2 separate regions of the Pan troglodytes genome follow, and region 2 is linked to region 1. A link is a contact called in public Hi-C data. All regions are on one chromosome and are shown on one strand. The core of a region is the stretch at or near the end of the contact, and the rest is flanking DNA. Distances in the headings are between cores, read along the strand shown. Region 1 has its middle 78 kb from the start of MTERF3. Region 2 overlaps LOC134810683 (a long non-coding RNA gene).

What was found. Hi-C and Micro-C count contacts between places; a contact is called where the count stands out from the background.
Region 2: a Hi-C map of stem cell-derived neural progenitor cells shows a contact between it and region 1, with 2.5 times the contacts expected there. The contact joins two enhancer-like sites. A contact is called at or near these places in 1 of 7 Hi-C or Micro-C datasets (stem cell-derived neural progenitor cells) and 1 of 1 other capture datasets (stem cell-derived neural stem cells).

Annotation. Positions count from the first base shown.
Region 1 is chr7:106,556,713-106,561,992 of NHGRI_mPanTro3-v2.0_pri, reverse strand. No RefSeq gene overlaps it. Among named protein-coding and RNA genes, the nearest start is that of MTERF3, 78 kb to the right of the region's middle. Within about 2 kb of position 3,317, at least 7 of the 24 cell types and tissues checked have an H3K27ac peak or open chromatin away from gene starts, as enhancers often do. A contact at or near this core is called in stem cell-derived neural progenitor cells and stem cell-derived neural stem cells, where this site is marked.
Region 2 is chr7:107,670,009-107,675,288 of NHGRI_mPanTro3-v2.0_pri, reverse strand. All of the region lies in intron 1 of LOC134810683 (a long non-coding RNA gene), which reads left to right. Among named protein-coding and RNA genes, the nearest start is that of TSPYL5, 150 kb to the right of the region's middle. Within about 2 kb of position 2,333, at least 8 of the 24 cell types and tissues checked have an H3K27ac peak or open chromatin away from gene starts, as enhancers often do. A contact at or near this core is called in stem cell-derived neural progenitor cells and stem cell-derived neural stem cells, where this site is marked.

The sequences.
Region 1 (5,280 bases), core at 2,068-4,567:
ATCAGTGAAGATCTTGTGAGGAATAAATCAGAAAATCCATGAAAAGCACAAAGTAAGGTGCATGGCACACAGCCTAAGGAAGCATTAGCTTTGATAGAAATTATTTTGCCAAGGAGAGTAAAAACATCACGTGCCAGTCACATTAGCAACTCAACAGCACAAAGGCGATGTCAACATGTTAAATATTAAACAATTTATTTGGAAAATCTCAATATTCCTTTTCCCTCTCCCAGTCGGAGCAGCTGGACAATAAAGAATTTTTTTAAACATGATACAACCGTTTGCAATATTTAAAAATCAAGGGCTAAAACAGTACAAATGAGAAAGGTTGACGCAGCGGATCTCACACAAGATGTAGACCCTTGTTTCTGTCCTTGGGCCAACTCTGTCATACCCATTTTGGGTGAGATTTCATGAAGCTGGCCAGCTCTGAAACAGAGCGCCAGAAGTTGTGTTTACACCATTGTTCCAAACCTAAAAGGCAATTCTGCTGCTCGCAGCAATGTCGCCTGAAAAACCCGTGACAATACAAGATAATTTACAGACCAACAATCACATTTTGGAGCATCCATTACTCCAGAACTCTGATTCTGTCATTTCCCTTTATAAGATTTACTTACAAAACTTACTTCAAATACAAGGCTGATGCCTCCATTTTTTTTATCACTTCCATTTCATAATCTATTAACATAATAGTCAATCACTTGAAAGTGAAAACTGATCACAATACAGTGGAGGCTTCCTGTTGACTGATGTGAGTGCTCATTCAGAAGGTGTTTGGTGATTCTTTCATCTGCCCTGCTCTTTCCACATTCCAGTGTGTCATCGAGTGTCCTCCAGCTGATGGGCATTCATTTAACAACACTATTTACACAAGAGGGCACCATCTGGACCAAAGGGAAGCCACTGTTGCTTTTATTTATTTATTTATTTATTTATTATTTTTGAGATGGAGTCTCGCTGTGTCACCCAGGTTAAAGTGCGGTGGCGTGATCTCTGCTCCTGGGTTCAAGCAATTCTCCTGTCTCAGTCACTCGAGTAGCTGGGATTACGGGCACACGCCACCACACCCAGCTATTTTTTTTTTTTTTTTGTACTTTTAGTGGACACGGGGTTTTATCACATTGGTCAGGCTGGTCTCGAACTCCCGACCTCAGGTGATCCACCTGTCTTGACCTCCCAAAGTGCTGGGATTACAGGCATGAGCCACCATGCCTGGCTGCCACTGTTGCTTTTAAGCCAACTTTTTATTATTAATTTTTTTAAAATTTGTGTATTTAGGAGGTACAAGTACAGACTTCATACATGCATGTATGAAGGAGTGGTGAAGCCTGGGCTTTTAGTGCACCCATCACCCGAAGTGACACTGTGCCCAACAGGCAATTTTTCAACCCTCTCCGACAACCTTCTGTCATCTCCAGCATCTATTATTTCACTCTGTATGTCCATGTATACCCATTGCTTAGTGGGTATTTATTTATTTATTTGAGACGGAGTCACTCTGTCACCCAGGCTGGAGTGCAGTGGTGCGATCTTGGCTCACTGCAACCTCCGCCTCCCAGGTTCAAGCAATTCTCCTGCCTCAGCCTCCCGAGTAGCTGGGGTTACAGGCACCTGCCACCATGCCCGGCTAATGTTTTGTATTTTTAGTAGAGATGGGGTTTCACCATGTTGGCTAGGATGGTCTTGAACTCCTGACCTCAAGTGATCCACCTGCCTCGGCTTCCCAAAGTGCAGGGATTACAGGCATGAGCCACCGCGCCTGGACAAGGGTACTTATAAGTGAGAACAAGATGTGTACTTTTTTTTTTTTAAATGGATAATGGTGTTGGGCTTATCTCCTTTCTGTTGAAATTTCTTAGATGTACATAAACAAAAACTATTTGGCAGATACATAATATTGATGAATGGACCTGCAGCTGAGGTGATCTGGGTGGCCAAAGCATACAAACATACGTGGATGTTACCGAGAACCATAACGGCCTCTCCTTCATGCCCTATGTGTGGTCTGGCTAGCCTTGCACTCAAGCTGAGCCTGGCATTTTGTGACTCAAATGCAGTCCAGAGAAAGCGACGGGAAGACAAAAAGGGTGAGTATGTGAGTGAATAGGTATCTGTGAGATTATGCGTTTCTGTAGGTGGATACATTTGTGATTGCACTCAAGCTGAGCCTGGGATTTTGTGACTCAAATGTGGTCCAGAGAAAGCGGCAGGAAGACACAAAGGGTGAGTGTTGAGTGAATAGGTGTTTGTGAGATTATGTGTTTCTGTGGGTGGATATGTTTGCGATTTCAGGCATCCTATTCTCATGCACACTCCTCCACCGTCAGCATACTTAACTGACCACACCAAGAAAAATACAGCTCCGTTCACTTTGTCATAGATGCTCCGGCAGGCGTGGGCTGTTGAAACAGGAGTTTGGGAACTTTGGGCCCTGGGTGTTTTTTCAGCTTTCACCCATCATTTTGAACTGGGATGAGCAAGGGTTTAAGGGGAAAAATGCTGAACACCAGCACAGCAATACCACACATCGGCTTCTGTGGTCTGAGAACAGCAGCAGGAATTCACCCCGTGATTGGTGGCTCTTTCCCACCTCAGCAAAGCGCAGGGCTGCTGCTGCCCAGCGTGTGAAATCTAAGCCAGGCGCTGACCCACCGCTGGAATGAAAACTCAAACCTGCACAGCCTCTCGGCTTTGTGGCTGTCTTTCCTGCTCATGGTGGCAATCAGAAGTCTGTTCCCAGTTAGGGAGCAGAACCTCAACTGATAAGAGAGATGGGAAGAGAATTTCAAAAATCTCATAGGAAAACCTCCTCCTAGAAAGTTAAAGTGGGGTGGCGGGAGGTTGCTAAGTGAGAACATTGGGGGTTATTTTGGGGTGGACAGACACCAGATCACCAGGGTGGTGAGTATGGAAATGTCACTGTCACCTACCATCCCATCCCCCTCCATGAACAGTGGCCTTTCAAAGTATTTGGCCAGTGAGTCATCAGAAAAATGCTATTTTTTCATTTTGGAAAAACACCGTATCACAGCAGGACATTTTGCTGTTATCTGTTCTCCCAAGAAATACAGTGGTGGGGGAGGACCCAACCCCTTCGAAATTAAAGCCATATGCATACCATATTAAAAAAATAACCCACCCAGGACATTCCATTATTGCTGACCATAGGAATTCAGTATTTATAATTTACATTCTTTCCCATACTTTGCTGTTTTTCAGACGTGAAAAGTAGAGGTTTATGGCCTCATCAGATTGTAAATCACATTCCTGAGGGCAGAGGGAGCTGCTACAGGGGAGAGAAATTGCCTTCCAACAGTTTGCAGAATGCGTCAAAACATTGGGAAAAGAATCCACGTGGAGTATAGGGACCCTGTTCAAGAGCTGGCATCTCGATTGATTTCAGGCCACAGAAACACAGGGATGTCGAGGCCGGAGTCTGCCTACTCACAGGACACAAAAGACAATGAAGGCCAACACCAGTTATTCTGTCCACAGAGCACGCAACCAGCCAACCACCCCTGGAGCCACCTGAAGAGTGGCTTGGAGGTGTGGCCATCTCTAATCAAGCAAGCACCTGAGATCAGAGTCTCCTTCCAAGGAGGAGGAGGAGGAGCAAAGGTGTGGCGGTCACCAGGGAACCAGCTCCTTGCCATCCATTTGCCAGCTCTGAGGCCAGTGAGGATCTATGGGGCTGTGGTCTGCTGATAGGAGTAAGACATGTGCACAAGAATCCAGGGGAGGAGCCTGGCACAGAGTCTCAGGCTGTGTTGCTCCGGCGGCCCCCCGGCACTTCCTGGCCGTGTGCTCTATGTGCAAGCTTGTGTTACTGTGGCTGCTGGGAGGATTCAGGGACAGGAGGGAAGGGGTGCGGAGAGCCCCACACGGGGGTGTTTTGAAGGCTCCAATCCTCTGAATGCCACTGTCTGGAAGTCATGTTAGCAGTGGCCCTAGTGAACTCTTATTCCCCTGCTCCTGGTCTGGATTTCATCCACTCTAAGAGAGGTGGAGGATCCCTAACATTTTGAAAGCTGAAGATCTTTCTTAAGCCTTTCCCACGCTGCACTCATAAAATACCTAATCAGTCCATGACGTATGCAGTTGGAGAGATGAGAATGAGCCCAAACAGCCCTTTGTCAGGCGGGTGGGAACAGTCAGGCTTACAGCCCGGATTTCCAGTATGGATTGTTACATAAACCTTGCCTGCAATTTGACTCTGTAATGAAAGCTATTGTGTGTATACTTCAGACACGAAAATGAAGTATTTTGGTTTTTTTAGTCTCAAATGTTAGAAAACCAATTTTCTTTTAAAGGCAGACAAACTTCATTTCCTGTGGTTTGTAAAACCACAAGAGTCTCCTTTACTTAGCATCCAGGAAGGGGCCACACCCTACACTGGAACACCAGGCTCTGACGCCCCGGGATGACTGCTCCGAGGGGCAGGAGGTCACAGCTCTGAGCAAATCTTCCTGCCCCCGCAGGGCACTGTCGGTGCCCACAGTTTGCAGACCCTGGCCAGGGTGATGTCTTGAGCATTCCAGTAACAAAGAAAAACCAGCAATTAACTCCGGGGCACAAGTACAAGCGTGAGCCCAGATCACTTAAAGAGGCTGGGTGGTTGGTTGCATCAGCTGTGAAAGCAAAACCCTTGGGTAAATTCTATGTTCTGAATGATGTTACTGTCCTCACTGGGGTTACGAGAGGGGAAGGGACCATGAGATCTGCCAACACCCTTCTCCTCTCTGCTCCAAGAGGACAACAATGCTGGGGCTTAGGAGTCCCTTTTGCTAGAAATGCAGGCAGGAAGCTTGCTGTCACCTGCCTCCCCAGCCGGGTGTACTGAATATGGAGGTAGAGACCAGGCTTCAACCAGAGTATTATGAGTATCAGAGTATCATGAGGGATAAATTCAGCTTAGCCCTGTGAGGCCTTGGAGGTACTTGGACATGTTGCAAACCCTTGAACACTGTTAGACTGTGACAACAAATATCTCTTTGCAGGACAAGCAACTTCAAAATTCCACCTAACAAGCTGCAAGAAAGGGAATATCAGAGTAGACCAAGTCACAGATGAACTTTCTGAAATGGACTAAAGGCATTTTTTAGTGAACATGGAAGAAAAGGAAGATTTTTACAATGTAGCATTCCTACAAACTAAAAAAATTTCACATCCAACTGTTTTTTTCTCTTCTTTGGTAGACATCAATGAAATAATTCCTTTAAATTCACAGAAGATAGCAAAATTAAAAAGCCATATTTATTTAATGCATCAAATACCAAA
Region 2 (5,280 bases), core at 1,084-3,583, 1.1 Mb before region 1:
TCTTGAACTCATGGGCTCAAGCAGTCCTCCTGCCTCGGCCTCCCAAAGTGCTGAGATTACAGGCATGGGCCACTGCACCCAGCCAACGGTGTACTTTAGATCTAAACTCTGATAATATTAAATAAGCAAGAGGAGAGGGAATAGTGTTTCATGCAAAAGAACCTGTATGTACAAGTGCCCTGAGGCAGGTTAGAACATGGTGACTAAGAATAAGTAAGTCTAGTGTAAGTGAAATGGAGTGAGCACTAAGTAATATGGTACAAAATGATTATCGAAGGCTGGGCGCGGTGGCTCACGCCTCTAATCCCAGCACTTTGGGAGACCGAGGCGAAAAGATCACTTGAGGTAAGGAGTTCGAGACCAGCCTGGCCAACATGGCAAAACCCCATCTCTACCAAAAATACAAAAATTATCCCGGCATGGTGGTGTGTACCTGTAGTCCCAGCCACTTGGGAGGCTGAGTCAGGAGAATCACTTGAACCTGGGAGGTGGAGGTTGCAGTGAGCTGAGATTGTGCCGCTGCACTCCAGCCTGGGTGACAGAGTAAGACTCCATCTCAAAAAAAATAAATAAATAAATAAATAAATAAAATAAAATAAAACAAAACAAAATGATTTTCGAAAGGCAATAAAGGGTCTTTTAAGGATGTCAGTCTCAGACCTAAGGATAGTGGGAATCCTTTGAAGTATTTTAGGCAGGTAAGTATTTCAAATATATTCATCTTGTTGAGTGTAGAGAAACATTAGAAGGGAGCAAAGGTAGACGAGGTGTCAGCAAGCATTGTAATCTACATTAATTGAGTGATGGGTACCCTAACAGTCCTGACTTGACCACTAAGCAGTCTATACATGTAACAAAATTGCACGTGTACCATACACATTTGTATCAAAAGTTGAAAATTTATTCTTATGAGTAGACCTGTAGTACAAAATTATACCAAATTGTTACTATTATCGTATTTTAAAAACATACCAATTAAAAATTGTAGAAGTTTATGTCCTTTCTTATGAGTACTACATAAGTCATGGCCTTGATTTTGGGATTTTGGCTTGCAAAGCCTAAAATATTTATGATCTGGTTCCACTCTCCGTGGTTCCTTCTGTGTGGAGGATCCTTTCTAGAGGAACACTCTGCTCTCCCTCTGCTCCCATGTCGTGTGTCACTCTTCTCCAGACGAGGAGTGTTTGACCTGATTGATGAGTCTGGGAGAAGGAGCTTAGCTTTACCTGCCTTTAGTAAAGACGAGTTTTCTTTTGTCCTCTGTTATGAGGAAAGCCTGACAGGGTTGGTCTCCAAGGAGGAGCCTGTCATTTTCCAACTGCAGCTGTCACTGGTGAGTAACAACTAAGCCATGGCCTCCGATAGAGCTTTTCATCTGTATTGAGGGTGCTCTCTCCACCTTCAACCTCCAGGTTCCCATGTCTACCTCTGAACTGTTTCAGAACTCCAGTGGGGAATAGGGATGCTGTTTATTAGCCCCTCCAAAGCCAACAGGGTGCACAGAGGCTGCTCCTGGAGGGGCATCTGAGCAGCTGTGCTCATCTCTCCTGCCACTGAGATGCAGAGAATCTGACATAAGAAGGGAGGATGCGATTGGCTCATCAGCAAACACTTGAAAACTAATTGAGTCCATAAACCAAGGCTCTCCCTGAGAAATCAAATTGATACAAGAGAGCAGGAAGGAAGGGAAAAGCAGGAGAGAAGAGGGTCTTAGAAAGAGGGGAGCTGGCCAGACTCGGTGGCTCACGCCTGTAATCCCAGCAGTTTGGGAGGCCGAGGCGAGCGGATCATGAGGTCCAGAGATGGAGACCATCCTGGCTAACACCGCAAAACCCGGTCTCGACTAAAAATACAAAAAATTAGCCGGGCATGGTGGCACGCGCCTGTAGTCCCAGCTACTCGGGAGGCTGAGGCAGGAAAATTGCTTGTATCCGGGAGGCGGAGGTTGCAGTGAGCCAAGATTGTGCCACTGCACTCCAGCCTGGGCAACAGAACAAGACTCCATCTCAAAAAAAAAAAAAAAAAAAGAGGAGAGCTGAATTAGTAAACCAGGGTAGTCTTAGTGGAATAGCTAAGGGTGTGGCAGTTTTTATGTTCTTCTTTAATCAATTTTCCTTGCTTTCAGCTTCCAGGTTTATGTTTTTCCTCTTCTGTGAGCCCAGACTTTTCCACAACATATACTGGTCAGTTTCATAAACTTTCTTTAAAAGGGGTGGCCGTGAGTGTAATTTTCCATTCTGCTTTCCAGCGCACTCAGCTGCCTTTAGGAGGCTTGACAGGCTGTGGCAGTGTCCAGCTGCAGGGAGTCCTACATCTCTGATGGTGAGTGATGACTCACTTCCTGCTGCCTGACTTGAGAAGCTCCTAAATACACTCCTGGGTCAGGCCCCTGCAGTGTAGCCTTAATCTGCTGCTGACCCAGGATCCAACCCAGCTGTTAGGTGGAGGACCCACATTTCCAATTCTGCAGCAGTGGGAGGCTTTCTGGGTAGCCATCCAGCTCAGATGCTTTGAAGGAGGGATGAGAGGAAAGCTGTGAGTGAGAGGGCAGGAATGTGCAGACAGGGCCAGCATCCCAGAGGGTTTTGTTTATTATACTGGGAACATCTCATAGGCCTTGGGATAATGACTGCTCGAGATTCAGGAATGATTTAGCTTTCCATGCCCCACTCAGTTCAGACTGATTATACTTTAATAGACACAATAAGATAATTCTTAATCCTGGCTGCACATAATAGCAGTCTCCATTAGAAGGCTAATAGGTACCTTGACATTTAAACATTCAAAATAGAACTCTTGATCTTACCCCTCTCCCACCAAACATGCCCTTTTCCAACCTTCCCCTCTAGTGCGTGACACCATTTGCCACATATGCAGCCTCAATCCTCTGAACGGCTGATATGGTTTGGATGCCTTGTTCCCTCCAAATCTCATGTTGAAATGTGACCTCCATTGTTGAAGGTGGGCCTCCTGGGAGGTGTTTGGGTGATGAGGAAGAGCCCTCATGAATGTCTTGGTGCTGTCCTTGTGGTAAGAGTGAGTTCTCACTCTGAGTTCACTCAAGATCTGGTCTGAAAGAGCCTGCCACCTCCTCCCTTTCTCTCTCGCTCCCACTCTTGCTATGTGATACACCTGCTCCCTCTTTGCCTTTTGCTATGATTACAAGACTTCTGGGGCCCTCACCAGAAGCAGATGCCGGCACCACACTTCTTGTACAGTCTGCAGAACGGTGAGTCAAATAAACTTCTTTTCTTTTCTTTTCTTTTTTTGAGATGGAGTTTTGCTCTCGTTGCCCAGGCTGGAGTGCAATGGCACGATCTCAGCTCGCTGCAACCTCTGCCTCCTGGGTTCAAGTGATTCTCCTGCCTCAGCCTCCCGAGTAGCTGGGATTACAGGCACCTGACACCACACCCAGCTATTTTTTTAAATATTTTTAGTAAAGCTGGGGTTTCACCATGTTGGCCAGGCTGGTCTCGAACTCCCGACCTCAGGTGATCCCCCCCCACCTTGGCCTCCCAAAGTGCTAGGATTACAGGCATGAGCCACCGCACCCGGCCAATAAACTTATTTTCTTTATAAATTACCCAATCCCAGGAATTCCTTTATAGCAACATAGAACGGACTAACGCAACATTCTATGACCATGAGCTATCCATCATCAAGCCCTGTAATCCTCCCTTGAAAATATACCCCCAATTCTATCACTCCTCACCATCTCCATGGCTTCTACCTAGTCAAGTTCCCTCCATTCATCATCTGGACTATTGTGGAACCTCCTAACTCATTTTCCTGCTTCTACTTTTGTCATTTTAAGGGTAAATCATGTCAAACATCTCTCCTGGTGACTAGACTTACTCTCAATGGCTTAAATTGCAGTCAGAATAAAATCCAAATTTCTTATGAGAACTTGCAAGGCCCCAAATGCACGGGCCTTTCCTTACTTACCTCTCTGATGATTTTTCTACTATTTTCCCCACACCATGATCCTCCAGCCACAATGTCCTTTTCTCTGTTTCTTGAACTTCCAAACTCATTGCCACCTCAGGTATGATGCTCCCTATATTTGGAAGTCTCTTCCCCAGAACTTTGCTTACCTAGCTCCTTCACATCCTTCTGGAATCAGCAAAAATGTCATCTCCTTAGAACAACCTTCCTTTATCAGCATCCTTCCCCATGCCCTGTTATTCACCATCCCACTTAATGTGTTCTGTTTTCCTCATCACTCTATCTGAAATCATTTTTATTTGTTTCTGTGTTTATTCTATGCCTCCTTTTGCTAGAATGAAAGGCAAAGATTTTGTCATTTTCATTACATGGTGTCTGGAACAGTGAGCCTGGATATAATAGATGCTTATTAAAGTTTTATGGAATGGCCGGACGCGGACGTGGTGGCTCACACCTGTAATCCCAGCACATTGTGGGGCCAAGACGGGAGGACCGCTTGAGGCCAGGAGTTCAAGACCAGCCTGGTCAGCATAGTGAGACCCTATCTCATTAAAAACTATTTATGGAATGGATGAATGATTATTAGCTGTTGTCTAACAAGCATGTATTATGCACCTGGCACTGAGCTAGGTGTGCATCTCCACTATTGGGCAATCATCAGGGGATCCAGACCCACCTAGTGGTACCTCCAGCTACACGAGTTCCTTGTATGGATAGGATGTTTGAACTCACCATGAGGCCAGTGTCAGTTTGAAGGCAAAGGGCACTTAGATAAAAGATTTGAATCTGTACAATTATAACACAGCTTCCCCAACTGTTGATGACACCCCATTGTTGACAAAATAAAAGTAGACTTCTCCACCAGATTGCCATCACTCTTTGCAGACTGGCCACAGTCTCTTCTGCAACCACTCCCTCCTTGTCCCTGCACCCCATCTCTAACCACGCCGGACTTCCCCGAACATACCGTCAATCTTCCTCCGCTTATGCTGTTTCCCTGATCTCAAGGATTCCTTCTCCATTTCCCCACCTCATGAAATCATAGACTCATCCTTTCAGAGCTACCTCAAATGTCACCTCCCTTATAAAAACTCCTTTGCTTTTTTCCCTCCGTAGTCAAAATTAATCACTTTTGTAAGCTATTCCAACACTTTGTTCATCCTGCTGGTGTAACATGACAGTACATTACAACCCATTAGAGCTCTTATTTTGCATCTATCTCCCATAATGCCTAGCAGAGGACTTGGCATAGAGTATTGAGTTTGCTAGGGCTGTGATAACTATGTGGCTTAAAAAACAGAAATTTTGGTCTCACTGTTTCTGGAGGCTAGAAGG